Regions from separate parts of the Oryctolagus cuniculus genome. Here region 2 is linked to region 1. A link is a contact called in public Micro-C data. All regions are on one chromosome and are shown on one strand. The core of a region is the stretch at or near the end of the contact, and the rest is flanking DNA. Distances in the headings are between cores, read along the strand shown. Region 1 overlaps ZDHHC14 (zinc finger DHHC-type palmitoyltransferase 14). Region 2 holds the start of TMEM242 (transmembrane protein 242).

Evidence for each region. Hi-C and Micro-C count contacts between places; a contact is called where the count stands out from the background.
Region 2: a Micro-C map of ear pinna shows a contact between it and region 1, with 2.0 times the contacts expected there. The contact joins the promoter of TMEM242 here to the enhancer-like site in region 1. A contact is called at or near these places in 2 of 6 Hi-C or Micro-C datasets (ear pinna and an unstated tissue).

What each region holds. Positions count from the first base shown.
Region 1 is chr5:10,128,187-10,134,485 of mOryCun1.1, reverse strand. All of the region lies in intron 1 of ZDHHC14 (zinc finger DHHC-type palmitoyltransferase 14), which reads left to right. Among named protein-coding and RNA genes, the nearest start is that of ZDHHC14, 110 kb to the left of the region's middle. Within about 2 kb of position 3,160, at least 3 of the 8 cell types and tissues checked have an H3K27ac peak or open chromatin away from gene starts, as enhancers often do. A contact at or near this core is called in ear pinna, where this site is marked.
Region 2 is chr5:10,298,419-10,304,717 of mOryCun1.1, reverse strand. TMEM242 (transmembrane protein 242) reads right to left here and starts at 2,955. Exons shown (of 4, transcript XM_002714955.5): 1 at 2,806-2,955; 2 at 2,259-2,359. The coding sequence starts at 2,893.

The DNA of each region.
Region 1 (6,299 bases), core at 1,911-4,410:
CCTTAAGCCATCAGCTAATTACCACTCGTGACCATCCAGAAAATTCTACAGGAATCAAATGGCTAACATTACATGGGCTGTATATGAGAGGCACGGCAGAGTCTGTGGCGGGTTCCCTCAGTCAAGGACCACCAATCTCTAGGGGACGTTGAATTTGAGTTAGATTCAGGGGCACTCCAGTGCTGCTGCCTGGTAGGGCAGGCGAGTAAGACAAGGAAGGTCCTGGGTCAGGGCAGTGCAGGAGTGAAGCCAGACCAGGACAGGGAGTGGTGATAACGGTGATGACTCCTGAGCCTTGAATGCCTGCAGTTGCCAGGACCCCTGGTGGAGGAGGCCTTACACAAATCATCCGATTTCAATTTATTTTAAAAGATTTTATTTATTTCTTTGAGCTAGAGTTACAGAAAGAGGGAGACAGAGAGGTCTTCTGTCTATCGGTTCTCTCCCCAAATGGCTGCAATGGCCGGAGCTGAGCCAGGAGCTTCTTCCAGGTCTCCCACGCAGGTGCAGGAACCCAAACTCTTGGGCCATCTCCCACTGCTTTCCCAGGCCATAGCAGAGAGCTGGACAGAAGAGGAGCAGCTGGGACATGAACCGATGCCCATATGGGATGCTGGCACCTCAGGCGGAGGCTGACCCTACTACGCCACAGCGCTGGCCCCCCTGATTTTAATCTTAATGTTGCAAGTAAGACACACAGGGGAGAGGAGGACACGTGGCGGGTTATGACCACGGTCAAGGTGCTGCTGTCCAGGCCACTTTTCTCCTTCATGCAGGCACCTTTTATTGCCCTGCCTGGAGGTCCCCAGGCCACATTCAAGGGACTTGGGTGTTAAAAGATGGGTGGTGGGGCTGGCGCTGTGGTGCAGTGGGTTAACACCCTGGCCTGAAGCGCCGGCATCCCATATGGGCGCTAGTTCTAGTCCTGGCTGCTCCTCTTCCACTCCAGCTCTCTGCTCTGGCCTGGGAAAGCAGTAGAAGATGGCTCAAGTCCTTGAGCCCCTGCACCTGTGTGAGAGACCCAGAGGAAGCTCCTGGCTCCTGGCTTTGGATCGGCGCAGCTCCGGCCTTTGTGGCCATCTGGGGAGTGAACCATCGGATGGAAGACTTCTGTCTTTCTGCCTCTCCTCTCTCTGTGTAACTCTGACTTTCAAATAAATAAATAGATCTTTAAAAAAAAAAAAAAATGGGTGGTGTGGAATGCTAGCCCGGGTGGAGCACGCCCAGGACCCCTCCACCCATCGGCTCCCTCCCCCTCCCCTCCTCCCTGAGGTTTCTGTCTTTGGTGAGCATGGAGTCTGCTTTCTGAGCTGTCTCTTTGTTCTTCTGCGAGTCGAGGGCAGGATCCGTGTGGACTCCGTGCCCCTCCACAGCGCGCTGCTTTGCATGTGGTGGGTGTTCAATGAATATTTATGGGATGATGGAGTGGCTGGGGTAGAGTTCCTGGAAATGAGAAGAACGGAGATGCATTCGAAAGACTGTAAGTGGGGAAGCTGTAGCATCAACTTCTGTGAAGGAGCTGAGTGCGGATTTCTACATTAACAGGTAATTTGTGAAACTCAGACATCAAAGGCTCAAGTCAGCCATTTTCATGGGGAGTCCCCAGGCCTCCAACCCCTCCCTTGCTTTGGCTCAAGTCTCACTAGGGAGGTACTTTATTCACAAGTGGCTGGCACCCCCATTCACAGCTCTGGCTCCCTCAAGGGGCAGACACAAGGATGCACTCGTATGCAGCGTGGGCACGGGTTGGCCGAGAGTGTCTGAGGGGTAGAGCGTGCAAGCGGCAGGTGTCCCAGACGGGTCGCAGTCCTCAGGGTGAGTCATCTTGATTATGTACTGAGCTCTTGCGCACAGTCGCTGTTTGTTTGCAGAAGTGCTCCAAGCCTCACGCTCAGCGACTGGGGAGGCCTCCTGCTTCTCCACCAGGGCCGCCCAGCAGTCTGAGTGCACCAGTGCCGACAGCCACCGCCCCCTCGCCCTCAGCCGGGTGCTGCCTGAGTGCCTGGCATTGACTCGGGCCCCAGCCATGCAGGTGGGCACAGCTGTCATCCTCACCCCCGTGGAGGAAATCAGCCTCCTCTCATCCCCTCTGCCACCACTTGAGTCTAAACCACCAGCACCTCCCTCGGGAGCGCAGGGGCATCCTTGGTGCTGGGGCCAGACGGCTCCTCTCCGGGTTCAGACCCTATCTGGCACCACCTCCCCAGCTTCTGCCTGGCCCCTGCACTTGACCCGGAGTTCCAGCCTCCCGGCCAGAAAACATGTCCAGAAAACATGGGTGCCTTTTCCTATCTGTCTGCTCCCTGCCCTCAGAGGGGGCTCTCTGACCCAGTGGCTCAGCCAGTTCTATGATTGGCCAGTGACCCTTGGGGCAGATCCTACATCTTGGGGGTCGGGCAGCTGGCGCAGAAAGGGCACTCTGATGAGTGTCCCCTGAATGATGCCATTGTTCCAGCTCCTGGAAATGTTGCAGTGAGTGACAGAAAGGCCCTGCCCTTGTGCAGTTGACAATGTGGAATGAGGAATCCATAACTTCAACCCTGTAAAGGTCATATTGGTGCTGAGAGCAGTCATGGGGCGACAGGCAGGTGAGGTGTGCCAGATTGGCCCGTCCAGAGGGGTCTGACCTTAGATGAGATGGCCATAAGTAGGGAGTGGAGGGAAGGGGAGCAGGGACGCTCTGGCTGCGACGTTGCAGGCATCTGTGCTCCAGAAGCAAAGGCCTGGCGTGTTCTCAGTGCAGCAGCGAGGCAGGGGCAGAGCTAGAGTTTGGGGTCCGGCTCTGGATGCAGTGGCGCCCCCAGATGTAGGTGCACACTCGGGGAGGCGCGTGTCCCTTAGCTCTCGTGACTGCTCACCTGAGTCTCTCCCACCCCGCAGTGAGCCCCGTGAGTGAGGACACCTCCCACTGCTGCCCCCACCACGGCCCGCCTCTGTACCCCTGGTACCAGCGCGACACCTGGCACGGGGCAGGCACTTTGGATGCACACACGAATGAAGGAGACTCAGGCCAAGAAAATGACCGTGTGCTCTGGGTGGTCAGTGGCCTCCAGCTCTACTCTTCCCAGCACCCACGCTCGGGGGTGGCAGCAGTAGTGGGATTCGTACAGCTTTCTCCCAACATCTGAGTCATCTCCCAAGCCCCCCTCCCCCCACCGCCTCCTACTCCCTCGTTCTCTCTCTCTCTCTCTGATCCTCCTCTTTCTTCTCTCCCACCCCCAGATTGTTTTCTGGAACACTGAACAGGTTCTGATGGCTGCCTCTGTGCTCCCTTGTCGCCCTCGCCCTCTCAGCGCGGGAGTGCCGCTTGCCTTGAGGAAGTCTGCGTGTGTGCCGGGCTTGGCCATGGTTCCCGCGGAATCAGCCCTCCCAGCTGTGTTTGGGTTTCTGGCCCTTCCGTGGGGCTCCAGCTCCCTCTGCTCTCTTCTCTGGGCTCTGAGCACCGGCCAGGTTGGAGAGGGAAACCCAGCCTTGCCAAGCCTCCCTTTCCTTCCTCTCTCTTCCTCCTCTGCCAACAGCCCTGTGGAGGAAACGGGCGCTCCCAGTCCACTAGGAGGCAGGAAGGAAACGTGGCAGGGGGCAGGAGTCCCACGGGTCCCACAGAGTAGATAACCATCCGGAGACCACAGGCGGGCCCATGACCTCGTGCTGGAGGCCAGCGCACAGGCAGATAAACAGCACCGCAGCCCAGCAGGAGACGGCGTCTCGGGGCTGGCAGCATCCACTCAGGGCTGTTCCCGGCGGGGGTGGGGACCCTGTGCACACAGGAGAGGGTTAGCACGCCAAGCAGATGTGTGTTCTGGGGAAGCGGTCAGCAGCATGAGAGCTCCTTGCCAAGCCGTGGGCCCACAGCTGTTAGAAACGACCCAGGACAGCCTGAGCTCGGATGTGACGCTGAGGCCGAGGGCACCATCGGGTCAGCTCTGTGGCGCGTGGCTCTCTGCCAGAGAGCTTCTCTCCCGGCTCAGGGATACTGTCCTGTGCGTCTCGGGCATGTGGGCTAAGAAGCCTTTCCTGGGACGTGGCCACCTGGGCTCTGGCCACTGCAGGTCCACCATCTTGGCTGGCAGTGGACCTGCTCACACAAGTGCTGCAACCCCGTCCTTGGCCGGGGACACCCTAGGGGAACTGGTCCTCATCCACCGTCACAGGCTGGGGCCTCCATTCTGTCAGCAACAAGCCACACTCAGATAACAGGGCTTTAGTGCCAGCCAAGAACCAGCATCAAGGAGGGATCTTTTTTTTAAAAAAAATGTTTTTAATTTTTTATTTGAAAGGCAGAGTTCGAGGCAAGGGAGAGAAAGAGATCTGCCATACACTGGTGCACTCCCCAAATAGCCACAATGGCTGGGATTGGGTCAGGCCAAAGCCAGGAACCAGGAGTTTTTTCTAGGTCTCCCACGTGGGTGCAGGGGCCCAAGCACTTGGGCCATCTTCCACTGCTTTCCCAGGTGCATTGGCAGGCAGCTGGATCGGAAGTGGAGCAGCCAGGACTAGAGCCAGAGCGCCTATGGATGCCTAGGTCACGGGCAGAGGCTTATCCCACTGGGCCACAACACTGGCCCCAAGGCGAGACCTTACGTGGGTTTGGAACATACTTGTTTTCAGGGTCATGGCTCGCCCTTGACCCTTGGGCTGCCATGGACACTTAGCTTCCTCACCCCGAGCCTCCGTGGCTTCAGCTGGGAGATGAGTGGGCTGGACTTAATCATGTGAGAGCCTTTTCAAATCTTAATGTTTCCAAGATGCTGAGGCCGGAGGTCAGGGGAGGCTGCTTGCGTGCCTTTGACTGTGACGTGCCATGCCCTGCTGTGGCCTCCTTGACAAAGAATGCAGGGCCAGCCGTCCGTGGGCACCGTCCCTTCCTTGCCGCATCCTCTGCCCTTCTGACCTCCTTTTCTGCCTCCGTCCTGCCTGGCCTGGTGGCTCTGAGACTCTGTGGGGACGTCCTAACGGCAATGACGATGAGGCCGCCTCCATCCCTCCGTGGAGAGGGGCAGGCAGTGTGGTGCTCTTACTTCCTGTGGAACATGATACGCCTGAGGCTCAGAGAGGGCAGCCAGGATGGGGCCTGAGCTTCAAGGCCCCTGGAGTTCCTTGTGGACCCCGTGCAAGATGCCAGAGCCTGCAGGTGGATTTTTGTGCGGGGCCATGCTTGACTTTTTCCTGGAGATGCCGGGCTCTGGGAGAACACCCATTCTGGTAAAACCTTTTGTTCCAAGGCAGTTTGCTTTGTTCCATTAGGGAAGTTTAAGAGGAAATAACTTCTTAGGAATCTAGTAAATACAAAGAGAGAAAATGTCCAGTTCTGTTTTACGAGCCCTGGGTCCCCAATCCATCTCATTTCCCAAATGCATGCTCTCAAATCCATTTCATATCCTGAACAAATGTTGTACATTTAAATACCACCAGGGACAGCGAAGCCCACAGGGTGGTGACAGTGCATGTGGACGGCTTGAAAATCCCTTCTCAACCCATTGGCCACACAGACACAACACTTCCTCATCTCAGGAGTTACTCAAAATCTCGCGACTCCCTCTGGCATCTCAGCTTTCCTCGAAGCTGCCTCAGGCTGCTCTGTGGGGCCTCCTGGATTTGCTTGTCCTTCCTTTCTTTTTTAAAATTCCTTTCTTTATTCGAAAGAGTTACACAGAGAGAAGGAGAGATAGAGAGAGATCTTCCATCAGCTGGTTCACTCCCCAGATGGCTGCCATGGCCAGAGCTAGCCAGGCTGAAGCAGAGTTTCTTCAGGGTCTCCCCACATGGGTGCAGGGGCCCAAGAACTTGGGCCATCTCCCACTGCTTTTCCCAGGCCATTGGCAGGGAACTGGATTGGAAGTGGAGCAACCGGGATTTGAACCGGCACCCATATGGGATGCTGGTATTGCAGGCAGTGGCTTTAGCCTCTGCCCCACAGCACCGGCCCCTGTCTCCTTTTAAACCAGTGTAGCAAAGAGTGTGCCCAGAGAGGTTTAGAGCTGTTTTCAAACCCCTCTGCCTCCGAGATTCCATGCTTAGGGTCCTTGCCAAGCACACAAGGAACACAAATTCTATTTCTTGGAGCATTTAAATGGGCTCTCGTTGTGTTGTCCTGTGATGTTTTAATGAATGCAGTCTGAAAGGGGGATGGCATGCAAGCTTTATGCACTTACTGTTTCATTCATTTCACAAATGTTCGATGCACCTGCCCAGAGTAGGCGCTGAGCAGTGGCTCCGTTCACCAGGTCCATGTCTGTCCAGGAGCTGTGGCACCCAGAGAGGCAGGGCCAGCACACGTGGATGTTGACAAGCAGAGTCAG
Region 2 (6,299 bases), core at 1,706-4,205, 170 kb before region 1:
GGCTCCTGGCTTTGGATTGGCACAGCGCGCTGGCCGTAGCCATTTGGGGGATGAACCAACGGAAGGAAGACCTTTATCTCTGTCTCTCTCTCTCTCACTGTCTAACTCTGCCTGTCTAAACAAAAAAAAAAAAAAAAAGAAAGAAAGAAAGAAAGAAAGAAAGTGCTCGTAACAGGGGCAAGAGAATGGTTTGGCAGTTAAAATGCCTGCATCCATATCAGTGGTGGGTTTGAAATCCTGACTACTCTACTTCTGATTCCAGCTCCATGCCAATGCACACCCTAGGAAGTAAAAGGAGATGGCTCCAATATTGAAGCTCCTACCACTCACATGGAAGATCCAGCCTGAGTTCTGGGCTCCTGACGTTAGCCTGGTCCAGCTCTAGCTGTTCTGGGCACTGGGGGAGTGAACCAGTGGACAGAAGATCTCTGCCTCTGTTTCTCTGTCTCTGTCTGCTGTTCAAAAAGACATGTGTGTCGGAGCCTGAGTCTTTCCTCCGGCTCCTGACTTCAGCTTCCTGCTAGTGCAGACCACAGAAGGCAGCGGTGTTGCCTTAAGTAACTGGTCCATCCCAGGCATTTAGGAAGTGAACCAGGCAGTAGACGCAGCTCTCTCTGCCTCTCAAAACGATGACAAAAACCCATGTGGTCTTTTGCCATTACAGGATCCAGACATGTTATTTTAATAGATAAATACAGGAGCTGGCATTGTGGCTTAGTGGGTTAAGCCACCACCTGTGACACCGGCATCCCATATGAGCGCTGGTGCTTGGACCCCTGCCACCCTGGCCTAGCCCTGACTACTGTGAGTATTTGGGGAATGAACCACCGGATGGAAGCTCGCTCTCTAACTCTGCCTTTCAAATAAACAAATATTAAATATATGTGTGTAGAAAAGGAATTTGGTTTATGATTTGTCACTATAACACTTTTCCTTCATAGCTGGTAACAAATGATCATTACATAGTTATCTGTGGGAATATTCAATATTTGTCCCCCACCCCAGACAGTCAACTTCCTGGGAAGCAGGTAACTGTTCCTCTGTGCAGCCCACAAGGCTGGCAGAGTGCCTGCCACATGACAGATTCCAAGTAAACGTGTGTGGACACAGTGAAGCACTGATACATAAGACCAACAGGGGTGGGGGCAGGTACAGGACACTCATAACAAGTACAGTCGTGCACAGCACTGACTTTCTGGTCAACAGACCACGTACACCACGGAGGCCCCAGAAGATGCTACCGCTGAAGAACGCCACAGCCAGCTCACGTTAGTGTAAGCACAGCCTGATGCCCAAACACAACCAAACTGCCCAGGCACATTCCTCAGCGCCGACCCCTGCCATCAGGCAGCATGTGAATGGAACTGCACGTGAAGGCTAAGAAAACGTCTCAGCAACGGGGAAATGAGGTTCACCACCCCAGAGAGCAGCTGCTCGATCTTGCTCAAGGAGTGAGGATTTTCTGCCCTTGGTGGATAACAGCCGTGCCACCGAATTTCACTGCGCACCTACTATGTGTCGGGCACTTTTCCAGAGCCACAGTCCGCGGCAGTGAACACGTACGATCCCTGTACTCGGAAGCTGACGTGCACTTCCACGACCCCAGGATGCACTTTCTCCTCACGCAATGAGCAGTGTCAGAGTTTAGTTGCCACCATTTTTTCTTTCTAAATAGTACATAAAATATTGGGGCCTCTTACACTTCACAGTGGATGACCTGGATTTACATTCAAAGTCATGCTGTGAACAGGAGATGTACTAGATCTTTTTCAAAGTGTAAGAAAACACAAAAAAGGAGTACATGTTTTAGATGGAAACAAGGCCTGTCAACGCGTGTGCTTCTGGAGTCCGTGAGCTACAGATTCAGGTTCACGTAATAAGGCAGCTTCTGGAAAGATGCATGCATCTTTTACCTTTTTTTTTTTTTAATTTATTTATTTGAAAGGCAGAGTTACACAGAGAGAGCAAGATCTCCCACCCATTGGCCGTGGCTCTCTCTCTAAATGTCAGCGAAGTCGGGAGCCAGGAGCCTCCTCCAGGCCTCCCACTCGGGTGCAGGAGCCCAAGCACTTGGGTTTCTTCCGCTGCCTTCCCAGGCCATCGGCGGCTTTAACTGCTTTGCCACAGCACCGTCTCCCAAGTTTACTTCGTAATGCAAGATATAAGGTCACCCACATTTTCTTTATGCAAAAAAAAAAAAAAAAAAAGCTATTTATTGTAAACCACACAAATGCTATGAGCGGGTTTGTGCCACAAACCTTATTGAACCATTCAGGGCTTTTCTTTTTAGCCAACGATAACGTCGTAACAAATCCAGCTAACATTCCCACTGCAGCAACGGTGCCGAGGAAAATTCCACCTGCCAGGCGTTTGGGGAGGGGAGAGTTAAAAAAAAAAAAAACGTTAAAAAGATGCACACAAGTCTCAGGTACTAATAGAATCTCATTCAAAGTCACTCTAGAAATTCGAGACGTCACGGCCCCATGTTATTGGAGAGGAGAACGCTGCGACACCTTCGTGACCTGTGGCTCCTGCGGTCACTCGGGGGCGTCGCTCTCCAGTGCGGACGAGGGACGCAGGTTCCCGTCCCCTCTCCCCCAGGACCGCGGAGCCACGTTTCTCCCGGGGAGGAGAAGAGAAACGGCAGCAGCCACAAAAGGCAGGGCGAGGGACAAATCGCTGAGGGGATAGGGGAATACGGCCCTCAGGGGAGACGAGCTCGCGGGAGACCCGAGGCCACGCGACCCGGCCGCCGCCCGCAGAGCGCGATCACCCCTCCACCCGGAAGCCCGCACCGCGGTTCACCTTTCACCACGAAAAGCCGGTCGTCCGCAGGTCCCGGGGCCTCCAGCCGAGCCCTGGCCGGCGCAGCCCCAGCGCCCGCGGTGTCCATGTTTTAAGTCCCCCACCACCGAGTCCGCTCCCAACCGGGCCCGGGTGGAAGCGAGAGCGAGGCGGAGGAGAAAGGTTCCGCGGCCGCGCGTCCCTGTGCAACTTGAAGACGGGTCCGGAGTCCGGCCGGGGTCCCCAAATCTTCCCGCTCGCGCTGCGGCGGGGCCGGGGGTGGGGGTGGGGGGGCAGAAGGTATGTAGGGGCTGCAGGCGGCGTCCTCGCCGCCTATCGCAGGGTTTCAATAATTACTTGCCTGGTTTGAAAGAATGCAGAACCCTGACTCCAGGAGGCACCGGGGGTCGCTGATGGCCCCAGGTTCCCAGCCCCAGCTGGTTGGAGGATGCTGGAACCAAAGCAGGCCCTGGTCTCTTCTCTGCCGTCCTCCTGGAAATTCGCTAGCGGTCCTCCCTGGGGAGAGCGGACCTTCTGGGAAGCCTGGGCAGCCCGGCCAGCGTGGGGTGCCAGCCCCGGGGCGGGGGCGCTAAGGTCTTGCACGGGGACAGGCCTGGCTTCTGAGGGGCCTAAGACCCGGGCGTCCGAAGACAATGCGGCGCTCTGCCTGTCTTTCTCTGCCCCCAACACTCTGGGGCAGGAGTTTCCTGAGGAGGGGTGGGGACCCACATTCATTTTTATATTTCTCAGCTTCCAGCGAGTTGTCTGTCGTGCGTCATAAATGCATGTTGGATGAATGAGTAAACGAATGTATTCCTTTTAAATGCAGGTAATAGCTGAAATCTGGGGCCAGCCATTGTTGGTGCAGTGCGCGAAGCGCTGCCTCGGTGGCTGGCATCCCCTAGGAGCGCTGGCTGGCATCCCAGCTGCTCTGCTCCCCAGCCAGCTCCCTGCTGGTGCACCTGGGAAAGCAGCTGAGGATGCCAAGTGCTTGGGCCCCTGCACCCATGTGGGAGACCCAGAGGCTTCCTCCTGGCTCAGTCCCAGCCATTAGGATCATTTGGGGAGTGAACCAGCGGATGGAAGATCTCTTTTTCTGTCTCTCCCTCTCTCTGTCACTCTGCCTTTCGAATAAATAAAGTTTAATAATGATGATAGTAACTTAAAACCTGAGTACAGGCCCTAAACTACATCTTAGCTTTGTCACCTTGGGGTTACTTGGTTTCTCCAGATCTCAAACTCCTCAACTGTAAAATAAAGGAAGGCTTGCGGCACCGGCACACCGGGTTCTAGTTCCCTTCGGGGCGCCGGATTCTGTCCCGGTTGCCCTTCTTCCAGGCCAGCTCTCTGCTGTGGCCAGGGAGTGCAGTAGAGGATGGCCCAAGTGCTTGGGCCCTGCACCCCATGGGAGACCAGGAGAAGCACCTGGCTCCTGCCATCGGATCAGTGCTGTGTGCCGGCCGCAGCACGCCGGCCGCGGCAGCCATTGGAGGGTGAACCAACGGCAAAGGAAGACCTTTCTCTCTGTCTCTTTCTCTCACTTTCCACTCTGCCTGTCAAAAATAATAATAATAAAAAAAAAGGAAAGAGCTTCCTTGTCTTAGTCTGTTTTCTACTGCTAACACCAGCATAGACTGGATGTACTGTAAATGGAAACAGCTTATTCCACTCAGTTCTGGAGGCTGGGAAGTTCAAGGCTGAGGGGCTGAACCTGGTGAGGGCTTATGAACTGCATCACATGTGGAAGGCATTACAAGATGGGGGGCAGGGGAGAGGCCAGAGCTCATCAGAATTCATCACACCCCTGCTCCTGTAATAACAGCAGTAGTCTGCTCATGAGGGCAGAGTCCCCATGGCAGAAGTACCTCCCGATACTATCACTGTGGAAATTCAATGTCAAGTTTTTGAAGTGCACCATAGCACCACCTCATAGAGTTGCTGTGAGAATTATATGAAGCAATGTGCAATAGAGAAGTTAGCACAAAGCCTGGCACAAAGAAGTACTCCATAAATATTAGCTCTAATTATTGTCACCTTTGATTGCACTACTGTTTTAGTAGAATTCTTTGAGATTTTTAAAAATAACAGATGCCCAGGGGCCGGCACTGTGCCCACTGCCTGTGGTGCCGGCATCCCATATGGGTGCCGATGTGAGTCCTGACTGCTCCACTTCTGATCCAGCTCCATGTTAATGTGCCTGGGAAAGCAATAGAAGATGGCCCAGGTACTCGGGCCTCTGCATCTACGTGGGAGACTCGGAAGAAGCTCCTGGCTCCTGGTTTTGGAACAGCCCAGCTCCGGCCATTGCTGCCATTTGGGAAATGAACCAGCAGATGGAAGACACCTCTCTCCCTCTCCCTCTCCCGCTCTCGCTCTCTCAAGGAAATAAATAAATCTTTAAAGAATAAAATAGATGCCCAGGACCTCCCCTGGAGATTAAGGCTCTGAGGTGGAGGGCAGGGAATGGTTTAAAAGCTCCGTGAGGGTAAGGATTATGAGTCGGGACTGAGAGCCTCTGTTCAGTTCTCATTTCTTCGTGGATGCGCTCCTGCGGAAGCGTTTGACCCTTGGACCCCTCAGTGCCTGAAAGGGCCCTTTGCACTGGTAATACTGAGCTAGCTTGTTGAAGTTCCAAAGACCAAGCCTTACTGCTTCCCCTTATACATAATGCTGACCACGGCTGCTAGGATTTGTCGAGTGCACGCTGGATGTCTGGAATCACGCTAAGTGCTTCAAATATGTTACCTCATTTAATGCTATCCACGAGCTCCGAAAGACTAACTTGCTCAAGCTCACACAGCTGTCAAGTGGCGGAGCCAAGACTGAAAAGCAAGTCCTTCCTTAGCCACAGTGCCCGTGTCCCCAAGCCTGCAGGTGATCCCTGGAAGGGCTTGGTGAACACAGATAGCCGGGCCACATTCCCAGCATTCTGCATTGTGGGGGGGGGAGGGTGGCGCTGAGAACTCGTGTGTCTAACAAGTGCCCAGGTGACATGGACGCCATGGGCTCCACTTGGAGACCGTCTTCTCTGCACCTGACTCCTACAGCCTGCACCTCTTCCAGTCCGCACCAGGCACTGCCACTCTAGGACATCGGTTCTCCCAGTCTGCTCAGAGGGATACAGGGCAAGCCTTGCCCTCTGTGCTTGGCGGTCTCTCCCCTGGAGGCACAGAACAGCTTGAGGATGACGTCACTGTTTACTGTAGGGAGCAGAAGCAGAGACTCTGCATCCAATGCAGGCGAGTTGCAGAGTCCTGACTACAGAACTGTGAGAGTGACGACGACTCCTGTGGGACCCCCGTCTGCTTTCATTCTGCAGGGTGTGGCTCGCGGACCTCTACCTTCTTTCTCACGCCCCTCTCTTCTGCCTGAAAGCTCCTTTCCCAATATACACAGGGCTGAAAGGTGATGAAAGCAAACCAGTGGTTGCTCTTGAGCCAGGGGGAGCAGCTGGCATTGTGGTGATGCCTGCTGGATACACACCACAGCATGGAGTGACTGACTGGATACGCACC